2 separate regions of the Mus musculus genome follow, and region 2 is linked to region 1. The links are chromatin contacts, called in public promoter capture Hi-C maps. All regions are on one chromosome and are shown on one strand. Each heading gives the region's core, a stretch centred on a gene start, on an enhancer-like site or on the middle of the called end of the contact. The rest is flanking DNA. Distances are from core to core; before and after follow the strand shown. Region 1 holds the start of Crlf1 (cytokine receptor-like factor 1). Region 2 overlaps Ccdc124 (coiled-coil domain containing 124).

What was found. Promoter capture Hi-C pulls out the DNA fragments that hold promoters and counts their contacts.
Region 2: a contact with region 1 is called in a promoter capture Hi-C map of cranial neural crest, with 2.5 times the contacts expected there. The contact joins the enhancer-like site here to the promoter of Crlf1 in region 1. A contact is called at or near these places in 1 of 39 promoter capture datasets (cranial neural crest), 3 of 484 Hi-C or Micro-C datasets (CD4 T cells, embryonic stem cells and neutrophils), 2 of 115 datasets of contacts at active chromatin or transcription factors (memory CD8 T cells and pancreatic cancer cells) and 1 of 9 other capture datasets (liver).

Annotation. Positions count from the first base shown.
Region 1 is chr8:70,491,696-70,494,573 of GRCm38.p6, forward strand. It overlaps Crlf1 (cytokine receptor-like factor 1), which reads left to right and starts at 1,453. Exons shown (of 9, transcript NM_018827.4): 1 at 1,453-1,705. The coding sequence starts at 1,582.
Region 2 is chr8:70,868,301-70,871,178 of GRCm38.p6, forward strand. Ccdc124 (coiled-coil domain containing 124) reads right to left here. Exons shown (of 5, transcript NM_026964.3): 2 at 1,605-1,774; 3 at 633-807; 4 at 437-551; 5 at 1-345. The coding sequence starts at 1,763. The coding sequence ends at 141. Among named protein-coding and RNA genes, the nearest start is that of Ccdc124, 3.8 kb to the right of the region's middle. Within about 2 kb of position 1,376, at least 43 of the 459 cell types and tissues checked have an H3K27ac peak or open chromatin away from gene starts, as enhancers often do. A contact at or near this core is called in embryonic stem cells, where this site is marked.

The DNA.
Region 1 (2,878 bases), core at 203-2,702:
TAATCAGGTTTTAAGTTTGGGGGGATTTTCTTTCCCGTACTTGATTCTTTACACGTAAACTTTTAAGTTGGTCCCAGATTAGCCACTGTACAAAAGAAGAAACTGAGGCACAAGTGGCCTAGTTTGCCCCCAGCAAAATGGCAGTGGCCGAATTAGTTTTTATTTCTCTCCTTTGTCATTTGAAGCTTCTTGGAGGACCTTTAAGGAAGGGGCTGAGCCTCCAAGGGAACGGCTGTATGGGAGAAATCGAGCCCTTTACTCTCAGGGAGCTGTGGCTGGGGGCCTTTACCAAACCCGTGGGGTGGGACCACCCGGGAACTCGCATTTCAAGCGCCGCCCCACCAGCAAAGACCTTGCAGGCCAGAGACCTCCCTTCGTGGGCATCCGGATAGGGTGGAGACGAAGAAGCGATCAGAGAGATGAAATGCCAGGGCTGGGTTGGTCCGGGAGGGGTCCCCAAAACCCCAAACAGTGGCCAACAAAAATAACCCAGAGAAAAAACTCTGCGCTCAATCAGTGATAATTCTGCGTTGCTCGGGGCTGCCCGCGTTACCTGAAGTTGGCGGGCGGCGGCCGCTGCAGTGATTACTCACCGCGTGGCGCACCCCACCCGCGGGCCGCTGAGTGGATTTTTCCGTGGGGGGATGTGAAGAAGTTTAGGGAGAACTCTTCTGCACCGATGGGAACTAGGAATGCAGGGTTCGGTCCCGTTCCCCAAAGGACACACCTCTCCCCATGAGCCCACTCATAAGGGCTCCCTGCACGCGCTCCGGGACATCCCCATATCCAATACCCGCAGATATGATAGTTGAGAAGGGACCAGAGGCCGGAGACTCCCTCCCTGCCTTCTGGCTCCCCCCCCCCCGCACGAAACGAGACTACAGCGATGGGAGAGGTGGCATGAAGGCTTAGGGTGGGGATCGGTAGGACCCATGCACCCAGAGAAAGGGACTGGTGGCAACTTTCAAACTCTCTGGGGAAGGAAGAAGGGCTGAAAGAGGATGAACGGGCTCAGGTACTGCTCAATGTGTGTGTGGCGGACCAAAGTGGGTATGGGGGCCCCGTAAGAGGGGCGGGGAAGGTGGATAGGAAGGATCCCGGTAGACTGGAGGGGATCCTGGAAAAGCACCAGGGCTGCGAGCTAGGAACCCATTCGGAGTTAAGGGTACAGGATCCCAGATGAGGGGGTGGGAAGCCTGGGACGGGCGGGACCAGAGAGGGAGGTCCCACGGGCTGGTGGGGAAAGAGTGGGGGGCTTCGCGCAGGAGGATGGGACGTTCAGGAGTGGTAACTGGGCGGAGGCCGGCCGGGCGGGGCGCGCGGTGCCCGCGGGCGGTGGGAAGGCCGGTGCGGGGCCCACGATCAACCCCCCCCCCCAGGGGCCGGGCCGGGCCGGGGGCGGGGCCGGGCGGGGCGAGCGGCGCATTAGCGCCTTGTCAATTTCGGCTGCTCAGACTTGCTCCGGCCTTCGCTGTCCGCGCCCAGTGACGCGCGTGAGGACCCGAGCCCCAATCTGCACCCCGCAGACTCGCCCCCGCCCCATACCGGCGTTGCAGTCACCGCCCGTTGCGCGCCACCCCCATGCCCGCGGGTCGCCCGGGCCCCGTCGCCCAATCCGCGCGGCGGCCGCCGCGGCCGCTGTCCTCGCTGTGGTCGCCTCTGTTGCTCTGTGTCCTCGGGGTGCCTCGGGGCGGATCGGGAGCCCGTGAGTACCGTGCGCCCTGCTCCCCACCTCCCCAGGGAAGCCGGGATCCGGCGCCCCGGGGGGTAGTCGCGGGGGATGGAAGAGGGGGCGCGAGCGCCACCTGGACGTCCCGGGAACAAAGGAAGGCGGCCCTCGGGGCGCCCTCACCTGTGGGGCTCATGGCACCACCACCCAGCCTCCCAAGAGTACCCCGTTATACATCAGAGGCCTCTTATCTGTATCCCCTTTGCGAGGCTGTCTGGCCAGGCTCAGTTTGAAGGACATCGCAGTGTCCTGGGACCCCCCTCCTTCAGGGTGCTGGGACGCTTCGGGGCGCACGCCTGTGTCTTGGATATCAGAGCGGAAGGGAAGCCTCCCTGGCCGGGGACGCACGCTTGGGTGCGTTGGGTTGGGTGCTGGCGCAAAGTGGGGTCCCCTCCCCCATGAAGTGATGATCCCCGGGGGGAGGGTGGGGCGTTATCGTGAGCCCTCCTGTCCGCCTGGCATGCGGCCCGGCGTCCCTCGGGACTTGCCTCTCCGTGGGGTCGGCGCCGCCCCCTCCCCCCTATAGCAGACTCCATGCTTTGGTATCCTCGAAGTCCTCTCCACTGGTGGGGCTCACAACCGGTCTCATTCAGGCTGCGCTGGGTTGAGAGCCTCTAGCGACTGAAATTTCGGTGAGGAGCGAGAGCAAGCGTGTCCGGGCACCGCGAGCCCAGACTTCATTGTCTAAGGGGCACCCAGTGGGGGTCAGCTGCCGAGAGAATCCCACTGTCCCAGGAGGAACTCCTGGCCTTGAGCCCCCATCACCCAACGCACACATCCCCGCCAGGATGCGGTCTCCACATCCAGACCCTCTCTGGGACACACCCAAAGACACACAAAAGAGCCCCACTGGCTTATGTCCCGTCACCCTGCCCTCCGACGCGCGCTGCAGCCCAGATGCGTATTCGCACACCATCGCGGCGCTCGCATTCCATCCTCTACACAGACACACACACACACACACACACACACACACACACACACACACACACACGCACGCACACACACGCACGCCCGCACTCGTGGTCCCACATTTATTTCACAGGGGAGGCAACACCGGGGTACGCATATGGTTGAGTGCACTGGAGATCTTTCCCCACCACTCTCAGGACCCCATCCGGAGACACAGGCCACACCGCAGGGGCACCA
Region 2 (2,878 bases), core at 126-2,625, 380 kb after region 1:
AGCAGGGACCCTCTGGGTTGTTGAGGATGACCTATGGCGCAGCTGGGAGAATCCCAGGCCCGGAACTCTATGAATCCCTGGTCAGGCCTGGCTGGAGGGGGATGAGCTGACTCAGACAAGCTGGACTCAGCCTGGTTCTGTCACTTGGGCGCATTAAAGGGCAGGGCGCGCTGGTTCATCGGGTTGTCAGGGGAGCGCAACCACTCCTTCTTCAGCAGCTGCTTCAGTTGCGACAGCCGCATGTTGGGGTTCTCCTGCTTCAACCGTGGCAGTTGCACCTCCTCAAACGCGGTGAAGGCCGCTCGCATCCGGCGCTCAGGATGCCGGTCAGCTTCCTCAGCCACACTGCAAGTCAAGGAGTCAGGACCCAGACCTAAGTCCCGCCCCAACAAACTCTCCTCTTCAGGGCCCCGCCCACACAGCCCGCCCCGCCCACCTGAGCACTGCGATGGCGTCCTCCACAGTGCGCGCCTCCACGCTGCCCTCTTCCTGCAGGCGCCGGTTAAGGTTCTCTTCCAGTGGCAGCTCTAGGTGGCTCTTAGCCTTTTCCACTGTGGGTGACAGGGACAGAATATGAGAACGAGGCGTTGGCGCGAAGCCCTCGGGGGATTTGCCCCAGGCCACATGCACACCTGGCTCTGCCCGCTGCTCTCTCCGCAGCGAGTCCTCGATCTGTGCACGTGTGACCTTGGCGGGCGCCACACGTGGGGCCTTGCCGCCTTTGAGCCGTGAGTCTTCCTCCTCCAGCAGGCGCTGCGTCTCCTTCTTGCGCTCCAGCTGCTCCAGGCGTCGCTTCTCCTTCTCCTCCTGCAGGGGCAACAGGGGAAGGCTATGTAGACAGAAGCTGCCTGGGTGCCCAGGGTGGAACCCAAGAGGGCGCTGCTCCCTCCTTCCCTATCCCCCCAGGGCACCCTTGTACAAAAGGACCTGGGCAGCTAAAGTGCTTCACAAGGGTATTTCCATGTGCCTTTACCCCAAAGGCAGAGAGGAATGCCTATCTGGGGTCAAAATCAAAGGTGTTTGAAGGCAGCATCTTCCGGAGGCTCCTTTGCCTCAGCGCTATCTCGCTACATGGCTTTTGAATAGCACCCTGCCCTGTGGAATTCCTCCACTAGCTCTGAACATCCCACTCCCACTCTGTCTTCTGGGGACAGAGGGTCTGGGCAGGGTCGTGCACCAGGACAGCTCATCCCAAAAGAAGGTCATCAGTACTGAGAAAGACACACAGAATTCTGATCATGGTGCGAACCTGGAGTACCACCAAGCTGCAGGGGGAGCTGAGGCAGGTGGAGAGGCTGAGCCCGGGTGTTCCAGGCCAGCCTGGGTGATAGAAACAGAACAATGACCAACCCCCTGGATAGCAGGGCGAGGCCTGCTGTGGAGACAGGGTCTCTGTTGCCACCTAGTGGGCAGACACGTCAGCACCAAGCCCGAACCACTCCAGTACCAAGTAGGCACCTGGGGCTGGCTCAAGACAGGCCTCGGTCAGGAATGTCACAATAAGGTTGGAGACAAACACAGACCCACTTCAGCTAGCTTCTGAGTATGCATCCCTCCATGGCTACCTCGAGCCACCTTTCAACACCGAAGCCCATGCCGCCCACCTTGCGTTGCTCCTTCCGCATCACGTGTTTGTCCTCATCCTTCCAGTAAGCATCTTCCAGCTCCTTCTGTTTCTTGGCATCAGCGGCCGCCTTGGCTTCAGCCCTCCGTGCTCGGGCAGCTGCCGACTTGCTGTTCTCGCCCTGGAACTTCTTGGGCATCCCTCAGCAGGCTGCAGGAAGGACACCGTGGAGGGGCTGGACTGTGACTAGGACCCACCCATCTCCAAGACTTTACAGACTGCTTGCAAAAGCGATTTTTTAAAAAACAGGGTCTCATTATGTAGAGCAGGCTGGCCTGACATGATCCTGTCTGACCCTTGGACGCTATTAGGATAGCAAGGAGCAGCGAGTCCCTCAAGTCAGCATTTCCTCTCATTTTATTAACATATATAACAACTCTGTACCCACAAAACGTAGGCAGGGCCTCCACAGGGCGGAGGGAGCTCCACCTGAACCTCCACACTGGAGGACAGGGGCTCTAGCCCTGAGCCATGTCCTCACCCCTCCCTGGTGATTCTAGGAAGGGGCTCTACTGTTGTGTTTCTTCTGAGGCTTTTGAACAATTTTTTAAAAAAGATTTATTGCTGGGCGGTGGTGGCACACGCCTTTAATCCCAGCATTGGGAGGCAGAGGCAGGCGGGTTTCTGAGTTCAAGACCAGCCTGGTCTACAGAGTAAGTTCCAGGATAGCCAGGGTGTCTTGAAAAAATAATTAATTTTAAAAGATTTATTTATTTTATGTATGTGAGTACACTGTCGCTCTTCTCAGACACACCAGAAGAGGGCACCGGGTGCCATTGCAGATGGTTGTGAGCCACCATGTGGTTGATGGGAACTGAACTCAGGACCTTGTGCTCTTAACCACTGAGCCATCTCTCCAGCCTACTGAAATAATTTTTTTAAAACTATAATTACAACGTTGTGCAAAGACCAACACTGCGTACTCCAGAAGACTCCAATCCTATCAGCTGTCACTTCCGTTCCTTGCTCCAGCTCCTGAGCTACTTCCCCTCTGCCTGTCCCTGGAGGTATTTCCGGTTAACAGACTATTCACCATGTGGAATTCTGTCTGGCTGCTGTCACTCAGCACTGGGTTTTGTGTCGTGTCAGAGCCTCTGGTGGCATATGTTGTATGGAGCATATCTAACCGTCCACCAAGGTATGGGCTTTTACAAGTCACAGTGTACTGGAACCCTGCAAGGTGGGTGATGGCTGTTGGGGTGTCCTATTTTAGACTGTGTAGATGGGGGACACTCTGTGGCCTGTGAGCCTACA